Regions from separate parts of the Rattus norvegicus genome. Here region 1 is linked to region 2. Evidence: chromatin contacts called from public Hi-C data. All regions are on one chromosome and are shown on one strand. The core of a region is the stretch at or near the end of the contact, and the rest is flanking DNA. Distances in the headings are between cores, read along the strand shown.

Region 1 (7,526 bases), core at 4,724-7,223, 74 kb before region 2:
AGTCTCTTGTTTTTGTATGTAGTACCTAATGAGTGTGTGTAGACCTTTTTGTTCAAGGGAAGGATGATTTTAAGGCTGAGTAGAAATTAAGTTGGCATACATTTAATTTCTGGAGAAATACATGTTTTAATTTTTAAATTACTCCTTAATAAAGTAGTGTATAACTCATCTCTTAGTGTTGGCTTAGTGGTAAGACTGTTAAATTTTTTAGTCTCTAAACTTTGCCAGGAAGATTAAGTGCAGTAGTGTAAACAGAAGGCCCTGCTGCACTCAGACTCTGACTAAAACCTGGCAGTATTAATCCTAATTCATTACCCTGTGGTCCCTTTTCTCTGGGTCTTTACTATTTCATTTGCCGTGCTTTGAGAAAAGGTAGTCATCTCAGGAAACTTTTCATGAATGCTGTGTGTAATGTGATGGCACGTGTTCTCAGCATGTGGGCTAAGGCAGGAGAGTCACCATGATTTTGAAGACAGCTTGGACCATATACTGGGTTTGAGGCCATCTTGGGCTACATAGTGAGACTCTGCCTACTCCTCCCTTTCTCTTGGGATGGTTCTGTTTTGTTCCTGGAATTATTGCCTGCCATCTAAGTAGCAGTGAGTGGTCCCTGCACTTTGATATCTGGTAAAGGAGACAGACAGGAAGATGTCAGGAGCCCTGGTCACAAAGTCTAGTGGGCCTGCTTTAAATTTCAGTCTTTGACCAATTGTATGATGGGTTTCCGTAAAGCAAAATGTCTAAATAATGCAGGGTCAAATGCATAGGCACACAAGGAGTGTAGCATACTTGAACAGTTTTTACTTAGTAACTCGTATGTAATATTTCAAACTTTTAGTATACCTTTAAGATAGTTTTTCGGAAACATTGTGAAATTTCATCTCTCAGTAAGATGTATCAGTTTCCTTCTGAGAAATGAGGGGAAATGAGAAATAAATAAGTAGTTTCTATGAAGTTTTTCTTTCTTCCTTTTTCACCACCACCACCACCACCACCACCACCACCACCACCACCACCACCACCACCACCACCACCACCACACGATCATCTTCAGACAGGTTTTCAATACATAGCCATGACTGACTTTGAACTCTCAATGTACCTACCTCAGCTTCCAGAGTGCTGGGGTTACAGGCAGGAACCAGCAGGCCAGACTTGACGTTTGTCCTTCAAATGTAGTAGAATCACAGCATAGGGGCTGCTAGCGTAGTCAGGATCACAGTGGCATGATGTAATGCCTTACTTATCTGCAAGTATAAGTTGCACTTTTCCTGCTTTATTAAATTTATTTATTAAGAGAGCAATCATAAACTTAGAGGTCATGCAGACTGGCATCTCATTTTTGGCTCAGCTACTTAATTGCTTCTTGGTTTGTTTTTTTGTTTTTTTGTTGTTGTTTTTTGATTTTTTTTTTAATGGAGTCCTGTTTGTAAATGCTGTGGCCAGTTAAAAACACACTCAGTAGTTCTGAAGATTGGAGAGCCTTGTGGCCACACACCGGTTTTGCACCTGCTTCAGAACACACAGGGATGGCTGTGAGCGGCTAAGCCCCATAGCAGCAAACCTGCTCTTCTTCTACTCTTCTTCCTTGGCAGTTAGTTTTAAAGATGCTTGGCTACTGGGTTGTTTTTGAGGCCCTAGGATGTAATCAAGGGCCTTGTGCACGCCAGGTGAGGGCTCTGCTGCTCTGCCCACTCTAAGCCCCACACATGGATCTTAGAATGTAAAGATTTTAAACTTACTTTATATTCTCCGGTGTCGTGGGGTCGTCTCTTTGCATTAGTCATCAGTTTCTGCCTCATACAGAGATACTTTTAAGAAAATACTCACAGGATTGTGCTAAAGAGATCAGACCTAATAACACCCTTAAAGTCTTATTTGATCCTTGGCTTTTATAACAGCTATGTGCTTGCGTGTAGCAGTGGAGTACTTCTTCTGATTTATGTGGTCTGATTATGGTTTATTTACAAGGAAACTAGAGTATCACACTCGGTCCAGTCACATCCGTGATAGAGTATGCTGGCTCGAAATGGAAGCTAAGACAGTTTCAGTGCTCCTGGGCTTTTGTGAGTGAGCCTCGTGCCTTCCGGCTCTGTGATTTGTGGGTGTTTTTACTTTTGGGGACATGCTCTCCTATGGCCTAAATAGCTGGAGCTTTCATTATAAACTGTGCATAAATGAAGTAGATTGTGAGAAGATTTTAAATTCTTAAAAGAAAGAGCAACTAACTCATTGAGAAAACTGTAGTGTCCCAAACTAAGCTGGAAATTTCCATGTGTGTGCGTGTGTGCGTGTGTGCGTGTGGTGGTGGTGGTGGTGGAGGGGCATGTGGAGGCCTGAGAACTTAGGCTATTGTTCCTCTGACATCACCCACTTTGTTTTTTGAACAGGGCTGTCACTGGCCTGGAATTCACCAAGTAGTCTAGGCTGGCTGGCAAGCCCCAGCGATTCACCTCAAGTGCCATTACAAGTGTGAGCAGTGTTGCCCAGCTTTTTTTGTTTGGGTTCTGGGGGTCAAAGTCAGGTTCTCTTGCATGTAAGGCAAGCCCTTAACGGACTGAGGTATTGCCTGAATACTTTTGTTTATCTTTAGAAGGGAAAGAAAGCTCCAGGAACACATGGAGATAGTAATGCCGTTTGCTTTGTTTTGTTTTTCCTTAACCTAGTCTGAGACCCTCAAAAAGCTAGACATTTGTTTCATAGATTATATACTTCTGTTTTTCTCACAGAGTATGTTCTGGAAGCATCACATCGATACGCGGAGCCACCATTGGCATTGTCCTTGGCTCCCTGAGTGCTTAGTCAAACCAGTCTTTTGAAGTTGGGAACCTGCCTGTTTGAAGTTGCTAGACGCTCACTTATAAACATCACACTTGGTGTTAAGCCTCCTGCAGCTGAGGAGAGGTGACCCAGATGTGTGGCTAGGTGATGGTGGTGTAATGGAAAGATGCAGATACGCTGGACCATCTGGAAGGTTACAATGTGTGCTGCTTCTCTGCATAGAACACTGATACTGTCGAAGAGAAATTGTGATTGTGTGGGCTCGCCACTCTTCCAAGGAATAACCTCTGGTGTCCATTTAACTTCCTGTGCTTTCCAGTAGTGCTTCAGTCATTTTGTGTCCCTCGGCTCGAGTTCGCTAATGGCGAATGTAGCTCCTTCACACACCCATTCTAGCTGCACATTCTCAGTCTGTCCTGGGCCCTCACCTCTGTGTGTGTGTGTGTGTGTGTGTGTGCTGGGCCGCTCATGGTGCTTCTCGTCTGTCCTCTGTGGCTGCTCTGTCCCTGCTTATTCACCTTCAGAAGTGTTGCTTCTCCTACTGTCCGTGCCTTATATATTAGTAGTTATGTGGGTGGTCTTCCTGTAGCATTCTTCCTGGACTGGTAGTACCCACTCCTTTCTTTAGAAATACACAATTATTTATATATTGACCTTAGTCATTTCCTGAGCTCTGAGTCCATATGCCAGCTGCTTTTTTTTTTGTAATACTTTGTATATTTCTGTAAGAGGTAATTCAAAAACAATTTTGTCTAAAATTGAATTCTCCAATTCATAGAGTTATCACTGTAGTTGAGACCATGGCAATTATTTCTGGTTGACCCTTCTCCTCACCCCTTTTGACTAAATTCTCTCAGTCTGACATCATTTCCTTCCAGTCCCCTTCTCCATACCAACACATTCTCCCTGGCTGCTCTGGTAATGTTCCCAGGATAGCCCTAAGGACGAGTGCAGTGTCCTAATCCCAGGTTCCACCCTTCAAAACTAGGTTAGGTGCTCCTCCCCTCCTGGTTACCACATTGTATCATTGCTTACAGCACGCCAGAGCTCTTTAAAGGCGAGGCTCTTCAGTGTGTCTGTAGCATAAGGCTTGGCATGTTGTAGATGGTTAATAGAGGTCTGAATGGATGAACAATGACTGTACAAAAGAAAAAAGAAAGACAGCTTTTGAGTCACACCAGTCTACATATAAACTCTGCTGCTTCTGCTTTAAGCAGATGTGTACCTGTTTAGGAGTTCCACTTCCAACTCTGGAATCCGAGATACAAATGAGCAGGGTCACGTGAAGAGATCAGTGCAGTGCCCCTCCCCCATTCTAGTGTCCTTGTAAACTGCCTTCTAAAACAAAGTTCCTTTGTTGTTTATCCCTGCTGTGAGGACCTTCTGTAAGCTGAATTCTTTTTCTAGATCTCTGGGCTTGAAGGGGAAATTTTGTAGCCAGGGCCTCCTCTTCATGGCCAAGTGTTCTCAGTTATTAATCTATAATTTTCAAAGACACTGTGAAACTTTCCAGACATGGATTCCAAGTTTTCTGACTGAGCTGTGTGCGCCTACAAATAGCTGGCCACCGATCTAAAGGAACACGAGGTTCTCTGGGACTTGTTAAATAAACACCAGTTTTGTGGATCGCAGCCCTGCTGGGTAAACTGCTCGTCTGGGTAGAGAACAGGTGTGTACATTTTACAAGTTAGTTTCCTTTTGTTTCTCCACCAGAGCCTCAGTTACCCAGAAGTCTCATTAGCATGGCCGAAGTGTGTATTTGTGTGGGGGAAAGTCGGCCCCTGCAGTCCTTGTCTATCCTTCAAGGCTGCTCAGAATGAGAAGCCATCTCTCTTAAGTGGTTAGCAGAGCAGAATGTTTGACTCTGCTCAGCTTCAGCTCATACCCACTGGGGTGTAAGTAAGTAATGTAGACTCGCTCTGCTTTAGGGATAGTGAGCCCTTCTGCAGCAGCCAAGACTGCAAAGAGCATGCCTTTCGCCTTAGTGAGTTTCCTCAGCAGCAGAGTGCTGGCCGTTTAAAAGTTGTCAAGGAGAGGGCTTGAGCACAAGGCCACTCTAGGACCTTGCAGGAGCCTGTGTGCGCCGCTCACGCTATGAGCCAGGATCCCTTACTTCTCTCCTTGGAGAATCTCAGCGGCTTAGAGGCTGTGGGCAGGCTCTCCGCGGCAGCGGTCCCTACCTGAGCTTCCCGGAGTCGACACACCAGGGAAGAGGAGGAGGGACTGTGACCACAAGGAAGGGAACCGCCTGCTGTAGGCTGCAGGCCACACAGCCCGCCGGCTCGCCGGCTCAGCTCTACCGGCTGGGACTCTGCGGGCGGGTGAGCCCTGGAGGGCGGGTCTGAGGCCGAGCCCAGCGGCCAGGGCGAGGGGCAGCGCCGACCTCTGTGGTCAAGCAGCGGAGAACTGGGCCACCGGCTGAGCCTCTGTTCGACCTCAACCGCTGCTGGGAAGGCGGGCGCAGCTGCCGGACCAGGGGCGGGCCGCAGAGGTGACTTAGGGAGACCTTGCGGTACTGCCCTGGGTCGTGCCTCACCGATCAGATTGTCTGGAGGGAAGGAGAGCAGGCCGAAAACATCTGTGCTGAAGCTTGCGGAGGAGCTGGGGTGCAGCGCACCAGCCTGGGTCTTCAAGACCCAGCCCAGGTGGGTGGGTTTGTGTGCTTGTTCAGCCCTTCCCTGGAAGCTCTGGTGGATGGGGGCTGGGGTGCCGCCCTCGCACAAGGCAAGAAAGGGGGGAACAGCCAGATGTGATCCAGGGATGTGAGTTGATCCAAGAATAGTTGGACGGGTTTGTGCGGACCCCAATGGAGCCTTTACTGCCTGGGGCGGGGTGATGTAGCCACGAGACCCAGTGTCCCCTTTCCTCTGCCAGTGGGGAGGGCTGGGGTGGGTTCTCTGCCTGGTGTTTGTCCCTTGGATTCCTAGAAGAGCCCCCTGGGAACAGCCCTTGGCTGTTGTCTCACATTCATATGTTAGTATTAGGTCAAGCCTGGCTGGAGTGGGAGGAGTAAGGCTGGGACAGACAATTGTCCTAAATAACCTTCCAAGTTGGTGATTTTTTTCCTGTCTCTCTGACATTGACATGAACTTAACCAGGGCAGTTTCAGAGATTGCTGAAATTCCTAGAGCCAGCGGAAGTACATGGGCGGATTGAGGAGAGAGAAGTCTTGTGTATAGCGGGGGCTTTCATTTTCGAACGTTTTGATGAAGGGTTTTTCATTACCCAGACGCTGTCTTTGTAGCTTAAGCTCGCTGGCATCTCGCTCCCTGGCATTCCGAGGATCTGGTTTTCAGTTGGGCTGGATTTTTTTTCTTTGGAGGGAAATGGTCCGGAGAGAAAGATGGGAGGGTAGAGCTGGTATAGCTCTTAAGAGTTATAGAAGCTATTAAAAGTTTCTTCACTTTAATTAGATTCAAAGGCGGCATTTGGCTCATGAAGGCATTGCTTGGCAGAAAGCAGTGTGAAAAGAGAAAAATGCTTGCAATTCGTGTTGGTGGACAAAGTGCAGGGTAGATGATGGGGGCAGAGTGTAAAGTCTCCATTCCACAGGATGGAGCTTCACAGGCAATGTTTGATCAGGTCAGTTTTGGTCTGGTAAGTGTTCAGTCTCGATGTAAGGACTGAGCAGTTATCTCAGCTTATGTCTCCATGTTACTTTTGCCAGGATTGGACGTAAAGGAAGTTGAATCCTTGTGAATACAGTTGCTAGACTGCAGTGCTCTTCTTTAGGGGCCTTTTATAGATTAATTTTCAAGAATTTCATTGATGGTAAAAATGACCCACATAGTATTTTTGCTCAGTTCTTTCTTCACTGTACAAAATGGGAGAATATAACTCAGTTATTTCACAATAAAATGAAGTGCATTACTCACACATACGATAGTTTATAAAAGCACATTTAAAATAGGATGTATAAACTGATGAGTTCTTAATACTCTGGTGGCTCATACCTTTTATCTCAGTACTCTGGAGAGAGTCCTACAGGATCCAGAGGCTGAAGATTTTTTACAGAAGCAACAAGTCAAAAGCAAGCAAAAGGGTGAATGTTAGCAGAGTTAACGGCTGGAACAGAGTCAGGAGAGGACAAGCAAGGTCTCTCCTAAGGACTTTGTGGAATGTGCTTAAAGAGTTTTAAACCTAGGCTAGAAGTTAATGTCACTGAAAGACTTTTACCCAAGGAGAAATTTGATCAGATTTGTTATTTAGGAGAATTGGAGGACAGGCCTGCAATCAGGACATCAAGGGACAGGGATACAAGAGACAGAATAGGACTAAGTCAGGTTTGTTACATAAGCAGAGGAAGTTACAGAGCAGAGGCATTTCATAAAGCCTAAGTTGGATTGATGTGAGGCATCAAGGGGAAGGTGGAGTCCAGCTGACTCCCAGCTTTCTGGTACAAATTACTGCATAGGTAGGGAATAGGAATGTGGGAAGGTGAGTTAGCTCTGATTTTGACATGTTGACACACCCTTCCTTGTCCTATGAAAGCTGAGGAATCATTGGTACTTCCCCCAACATCCTTCATTCTCAGAGGCCCAAAAGTGAGGAATACCACAGACATGAAGTTTGAAATCAAAGGAACAACAGTGACATGTAGACAGCAAATATGAGGAAAGGAGAGAACAGGGAGGACACCAAGAGAAGTCAGCCTGACAGCAGGGGAGAGCCCCAAAGCAGGCGAGGCCAGGAGCCAGGGTGTAGAGGAGTACAGGTGAGGACTGTCTGTAGCCTCAGCTGCTGGA
Region 2 (6,747 bases), core at 2,559-5,058:
CCTGGTCGAGCTGTGTGATTTGTTGAGTCTGTCATGGCCGCCATTTCACTTTGGTTTTCATAAGTATTCCTCATCCCATTTTCATAGTCTGTACTGATTTTCATACTTAACTTGTCTTTGTATAATACTTCATTTCTTGATTTCTTAGTCGTGGATTTCATCTGAATCTTTGCCCTCTGGTGCTGTTACTCTAGGATTGGTGGTTTGGGGAGAAAACAACAGGAACTAAGTCAGATTTTGTTTGTCTGTTTTTATTTCTTTCTCCCTTTCTTTGTAATGACCAGTGTTTGTAGCATTCTGAGGGACAAGACTGTAGTGTGTTTGAGGTGCCCTTTTCCTCTCCCAGTTCTTCCCTGAGAATGGAGCAGCTGCCACATCAACAGACACAACCCAGGATGAACCGTAATTGTCTCTAATGTTTCTTTCCTGGGACTTCTTCTGTGATGGGTGCCATACTTTCTCAGTGTAACGTCTTGTACCACTGTCTGGACTTCTTCTGTGATGGGTGCCATACTTTCTCAGTGTAACGTCTTGTACCACTGTCTGGACTTCTTCTGTGATGGGTGCCATACTTTCTCAGTTTAACGTCTTGTACCACTGTCTGGACTTCTTCTGTGATGGGTGCCATACTTTCTCAGTTTAATGTCTTGTACCACTGTCTGGACTTCTTCTGTGATGGGTGCCATACTTTCTCAGTGTAACGTCTTGTGCCACTGTCTGGACTTCTTCTGTGATGGGTGCCATACTTTCTCAGTGTAACGTCTTGTACCACTGTCTGGACTTCTTCTGTGATGGGTGTCATACTTTCTCAGTTTAACGTCTTGTACCACTGTCTGGACTTCTTCTGTGATGAGTGCCATACTTTCTCAGTGTAACGTCTTGTACCACTGTCTGGACTTCTTCTGTGATGGGTGCCATACTTTCTCAGTGTAACGTCTTGTGCCACTGTCTGGACTTCTTCTGTGATGGGTGCCATACTTTCTCAGTGTAACGTCTTGTACCACTGTCTGGACTTCTTCTGTGATGGGTGCCATACTTTCTCAGTGTAACGTCTTGTGCCATTGTCTGGCTTTGACTTCATCTTTGTATGAATCAGACTCTAACCCTGGCCTGACTTGATACCTAGGGTCAGTGCTGTGTGTAGTTTAACTATGAGAACAACTGGTGCTTATTTGTGGCTGTGATGGCTGAGGTGAGGACAGGCAGAAGAGCTCCCACCCTTGACCTCAGGACAGGTCTGTGGGGCAGCCATGAAAGGCCAGGCCAGTTGATGAGTTAGTATGAAGTGTCTGATTTCCCAAGGCGTGGGCATGGGTAGACAGGGCAACCTCTTTGTAAATTTGTGAAGATTGTGTGCTTCAGGCTTGATACAGAATTCTTATTCCTGAAAGTACAAGAACGCCAAATTTTGTGAGTTAAATGATTTAGCCCCTACACTTAGCCATACCTAGGGCCCATTGGGTTTATATCATGTCTTGACAGTACTGAGAGATAGCTGTTTGTTTTATACTCATTGTAGTGATAATATATGTAGTTGGTTAGGGAATGTTTTACTTTACAAATCATAAAACAGAATCACCTCCCAAGTAGGTAGTGAGCCAAGTATTTAACATATCTACCTGCCAAATGCGACGAGATAATTGTACGGTGAGCAGCAGCCCTTGCATTGGGAGATCCTAAGGCTCTGAGTGAGCTAGTAGCAGGAGTGCAGTATAACTGGTTCTGTCCCAGATGTGCATCCAGACGCTCACTGAAGCAGACTCTCACCCAGGGGTGCTGAGGTTTCAGCGTTTGCATGGCCGTCCTCATGACACAGTTGTGTTCACAGTGGCCCTGGGAGCCAGGGAATGCCTGTGGACGGATGACGCACCCTGTGCCCCTTGCTCTAGTTGAAGCCTAGTCTTATCTGTCCTGTTTTATCATTATTGCCTCTGCCAGGAGTCTCTTGAGCAAGTGCTGTGTGCTCAGCGTGTCCATGGGTCGCAAACAGGAGGGCGGGGGGTCTGCAGATGGGTCAGTCTTTGCATATCGTGAATTTCTGAGACCTGACTTAGGACAGTCTCTTCAGGTTTCAGCTGTCCAAGGAAGGGTCCAAGCTTGGAGGTAGGAAATAGGAGACTGCTTACAGGCCCTGGCACAGTTTTTCTCAGAAAGATTTTTGGGGTCAGCGTTCTTTAGTCAGACTTCATAAACTCATTTGGTTCAGCTCATTTAGACTCTGTCTGCCAGCGTGTGGAACAGGGGATCATGGTGGGACAGGAAGAGACAGCACCATCACACAGTTAAAACAAGCTAAGGAGGCTTCTCATTCAAAGGTCCAAAACTGAGCCAGGCAGAACACTGCCAGCCCTGGTACAGTGCATTGTTCTTTCTTAGCCTGCAAGATAATGACCCTCAGATGGACTTGAGGGGAAGAGAATAGCTGCTCTGTACTCCCTGCTGAAGCCTTCTCACTCCTGTCTTGAGCTAGCACTGCCATCCAGTAGCATAGTCCTGATGGAAATCTTAATATAGAGAAGTGTATGATACAAATAAGTTGAAAGTAATCTACCATATCCTTATTTAAATCTCCCCTCCCTCTGAGCATGGGCTCTGCAGATTTAGCGTTTCCTTGTGCAGGATGTGAGCTGGCATCTCGTCCTCATCCCCTTTGCACTCTTGAGCAATTTATTTCCCTTCCTCCACAATCTTAAGAAATACTCACTGGGATCCAGCACCTCCAGGACAGCTGCCTGTATGTTCAAGCCGCAGCACTTCCTTTCCGTGTTAGCTTCCTCTGTATAGTAGCTGATTCCTGCTGATATCTCTCAGGGTCAAGCCAGTTCACATTCATGCACAGGTGGGGGGCTCACTGAGTCCCACCCATACCTAAGAGCTACCAGCCCCTGATGGCTGCTGGGAGAGGAAGAGTCTTTCCAGGGCTATGCCCCCTATTTGTTTGACCTTCTTCCTGTAGCTAGCTGGACTGTTTTGGGACTTGGCATTATTTGGAGAGGGGCATAAAGTTGGAAGGGAAAACATGGTGGGGTATTCCTAGAGGAGTTGGAGGGTGAATATGATCAAAGTATATTATATGCATGTAAGATATTCTTAATGGATACATTTTAAAACTTGTGAAGTAAAACTTGTGAGAAAGTTTATTTGGTTCTTAGTTGCCTAGGACTCAGTCTTTGGTCCTTGTCACTCTTAGTTCTGGGCCTCTGACTTGGAGACTCAGGACAGGACCGGGAACCCAGTGTACCCTTCAGCATGCCCCATTGCCCAGTCCTCCAACTAAGTTTCTCCTCGTAAATTTGCAGAATAAGAAGTGCTGCTGGCCAGGAGCCACGTGGTCAGCATAAGAGGTTCTGGGGTCATTCTATAGTCGTCGTCCCTCCCCCCCCGCCAAAAGACCAAAATTAGTTTGTTTCTTACCTTTTTACTTGATTAACCTGGATCTTGCTACATTTGAAATCATATGTAGTGTTCTCTAGCAGGAATGGCTGCACATCGGCATTGGGTAGATAGCTCTGTGTGGCCAATCTTGTTCTCTGGAGGCTGTCCAGGAGGACAGCACTCCTGGCCTTTGGAACAAGTCAGCTTTCTATGCTGTGCCTGATGCAGCCTCTGCCAGAAACCCTTCCTCAGATGTACAGAATCTCTCTCCCCCTAGACCAATTCTCTAATGTCTGCTTACATCTGTAGTGTGATTCCTATTGTCTTGGATACACCAAAACCCAAATACTTTGCAGAAGAGAAAAGTGAGTACAGTCCAGAGTTTATCCAGCAAGCACTGTCCCCTGTGTTAGGCCCCGTGTTAGGCGTCTGCTGTAGTTTATCCAGCAAGCACTCTCCCCTGTGTGTACAGCCCAGAGTTTATCCAGCAAGCACTGTTCCCTGTGTTAGGCCCCGTGTTAGGCGTCTGCTGTAGTTTATCCAGCAAGCACTGTCCCCTGTGTTAGGCCCCGTGTTAGGCGTCTGCTGTAGCAGTCAATAACCCGATCTCCTGGGACTTCCATTCTAACTGGGTAGCAGTCACGGATTAGACAAGAATTGTGCAGATATCACATTACCTGTGCTGTGGAGAAGGGTAAATGAGGCAGGTTCAGGGAAGATGGCACAGTAAGGGCATTGCAGGGTGTTTAAACCTGTCACCCCAAGTGGCATACACCAGGACCCATTCTGTGCCTCCTGTCCCCTAACCTCTTTCTTCCTGTGTTCTTCCAGAATACACATTCCCTTCACTACCAGTTAGTTTTCTAGACACGTTCTCTGGGCTCTGGTAAGTGTTCCTGCATAGCAATGCTAAGGAGACTGTTGAAAATGGCACCAGATCTGGGTCCCGGTCTGTCTGGCTCTGGGGGCCATTTGGCTGTGTGCCTCCCTGCACAGTCTGCCATTGCACCTGTCTTCCTGGCAGCCTTGGCAGCCTTGGGTCATGAGCAATGACTCTAAGGTCATTGTTAAGCCAAGACTTCTGCACAGCATATATTCTTGTAGGACGGTATTTTTCTCATAGTTTCTAACCAACTCATAGCACAGTGTGGGCTAATAAGGGTTTGCATCTGGCTCTGCGTATCCCACAGAAGAACCAGCCATCTGTAGAATAAATTCCCACTCAGAATTCCTTCCACCTCTGCTCTCTAGTTTTATTTGGAATACATATCTTTGCTGGTAATTTGCCTTCCTCATAAACAAGTAATTAATATATTTTCATAAAATAACACAAAAGGAAAAGTAGAGGATATCCCAACTGGGACCTCTAGTGGCAGGCAAATCTATGGCAATTTCTTAATAGTAAATAATTACCAAACTTGAGGTCCCTTATCTGCTTCTCTTTTTAAAAATGCCTCTGAGATCCAGGGTGGTGGTACATACTTGTAATCGCAACACTTCAGAGGCAGAAAGATTGAGTTCAGGACCAGCCAGGAGTTACATAGACTATGAAACTAGCCTTGGGTATATGGCAGGCCTCTCACAGACACATACTTCCAGACCTCTGTTGCCTTCCTCGCCTCTGGTCTTGTCTTTAGTCGGAACAGTAGGTCCCACCTGTACTCTCATGTAAATCCTCATGGACCCGCACCCTTCAGTCTGTATGACGTTTACAATTGATACGGTGCTCCTGTACTCTAGTCTGCCCCATAGACAGGAGAGGAGAGGCATGTGCATGCTTATGTACATGGCTAACACGGTATTAGAAATTCTCATGGCGACAGTGTTAGGGTTCTATGCCCGGGATGTATTGTCCATGCCGCAGAGATTGGTAGTCTTGGTGAATGGAGGATGTGGTTTAAATACTGGCTGTGGCCACCACTCTAGCATATTGGCTGGTTGAAGGCTCTCCTGAATGAACCATATATATTCCTGAAAGAAAGCTAGAAGAATTTTACCATGGCAGCTTTTAAGTAGTATTTGTTTTCAAACTGAAAATCCCATTATAGTTCAAATTGACGTAGGGGTTTTTCAAAGGTAACAATTTTGTTGGCTGTTTTGAGTTTTGTTGGTGGTAGTTTTCTTTTCTTTTCTTTCTTTCTTTTTTTTTTTTTTTTTTTTTTTTTTTTTTTTTTTTTGGTTCTTTTTTCGGAGCTGGGGACCGAACCCAGGGCCTTGTGCTTCCTAGGCAAGCGCTCTACCACTGAGCTAAATTCCCAACCCCCCGTTGTTTTCTTTTTAAATGTGTTTTGTATGTATGCGTATTTGCCTGGGCGTGTCAGCATACCACATGTGTGCCTGGTGGCTGTAGAGGCCAGAAGGTGTCAGCTTCCTTAGAAATGGAGTTCCAGGGCTTGTAAGCCAGCATGTGGGTACTGGGAGCCGAACCCAAGCCCTGTAGAGGAGTAGCCAGTGCTGTTTACTGCTCAGCCTTCTCCAGCCCCTTGCTTTCTTGTTGGAGACAGATTTACCTCTCTGTTCATTAGTCACCCTGCCTCACCACTTCAGGTGCTAGGATTATAAGCATGTATCATAGTGCTTTGAGTATTACATGTGAATGTCTCTTAGAAAGCAGCTCGAACTCTGGCAGCTCTTGTGCCCTTGGCAGAGCTGAGTTATTGCCACCTGCTGTAGAAAGCTGACCTGGCCGACTCATCCTTCCCTACCATAGGACTGTTGTTCTGATCTCTGGGTTGGGCTTGGAACCCTGCCTACCAGGCCAGACTTCCAAGTGCCTGAAATCCAAGCTGGAGACCCCTATCATTGAAAGCACGGTCTGTCTTGCTTCTTTCCCTGCAGAGGACTTGAAAACACTCCCCCTGTCAAGGTTTGCTTTTTAAAGAATCTCTGATGTACAGAGATCTCGGTTTCTCTTCATGTCAGTGCCCTGGTCAAGGTTGAATTGTGAAATGCGGGGCTTCAGCTGTGCTTCTGTTTTGATCATTTGTTTGTATTTGCTCACTTAATTCCTAAAGTGCTTTAGGATGGCACTTTGTATCCAGCAGTTGGCTAGAGTGTGCTAGTTTGTTAGGTCACAGGATGGCTACTGGGTGTTGAGTCAGAAGACAGAGAGATACACACGGAAGCACATATGGGGTTCTGTAGAGTGAGGCGATCAGCCTTCTGGGAATCAGGAAGGACTGAGGGGACTGCAGTCATCACAGCACTGAAGACAAAGGGCCTGTCTATCTGCTCTGAAGACTTCAGGGGTCAGAGCAATGCTGACCCAGTGTGGCCCCTGCTTTGCCATGTCTGTGGCAATGCACATTTATGCAGTATGTCTGTACATGTGTGTGCCTACACTCAGGTCAGTGACAACATGTTTTTCTTTCC

What was found. Hi-C and Micro-C count contacts between places; a contact is called where the count stands out from the background.
Region 1: a contact with region 2 is called in a Hi-C map of liver, with 2.0 times the contacts expected there. The contact joins the promoter of Osbpl1al here to the enhancer-like site in region 2. A contact is called at or near these places in 6 of 12 Hi-C or Micro-C datasets (frontal cortex, kidney, liver and 2 more) and 1 of 1 datasets of contacts at active chromatin or transcription factors (oligodendrocytes).

Annotation. Positions count from the first base shown.
Region 1 is chr18:4,284,883-4,292,408 of GRCr8, reverse strand. Osbpl1al (oxysterol binding protein-like 1A like) reads right to left here and starts at 5,973. Exons shown (of 3, transcript XM_039097409.2): 1 at 4,007-5,973; 2 at 3,817-3,919; 3 at 1,017-1,247. The coding sequence starts at 5,867. The coding sequence ends at 4,869. The region is part of intron 15 of Osbpl1a (oxysterol binding protein-like 1A); the gene reads left to right.
Region 2 is chr18:4,209,817-4,216,563 of GRCr8, reverse strand. All of the region lies in intron 17 of Osbpl1a (oxysterol binding protein-like 1A), which reads left to right. Among named protein-coding and RNA genes, the nearest start is that of Cabyr, 46 kb to the right of the region's middle. Within about 2 kb of position 3,808, at least 35 of the 93 cell types and tissues checked have an H3K27ac peak or open chromatin away from gene starts, as enhancers often do. A contact at or near this core is called in liver, where this site is marked.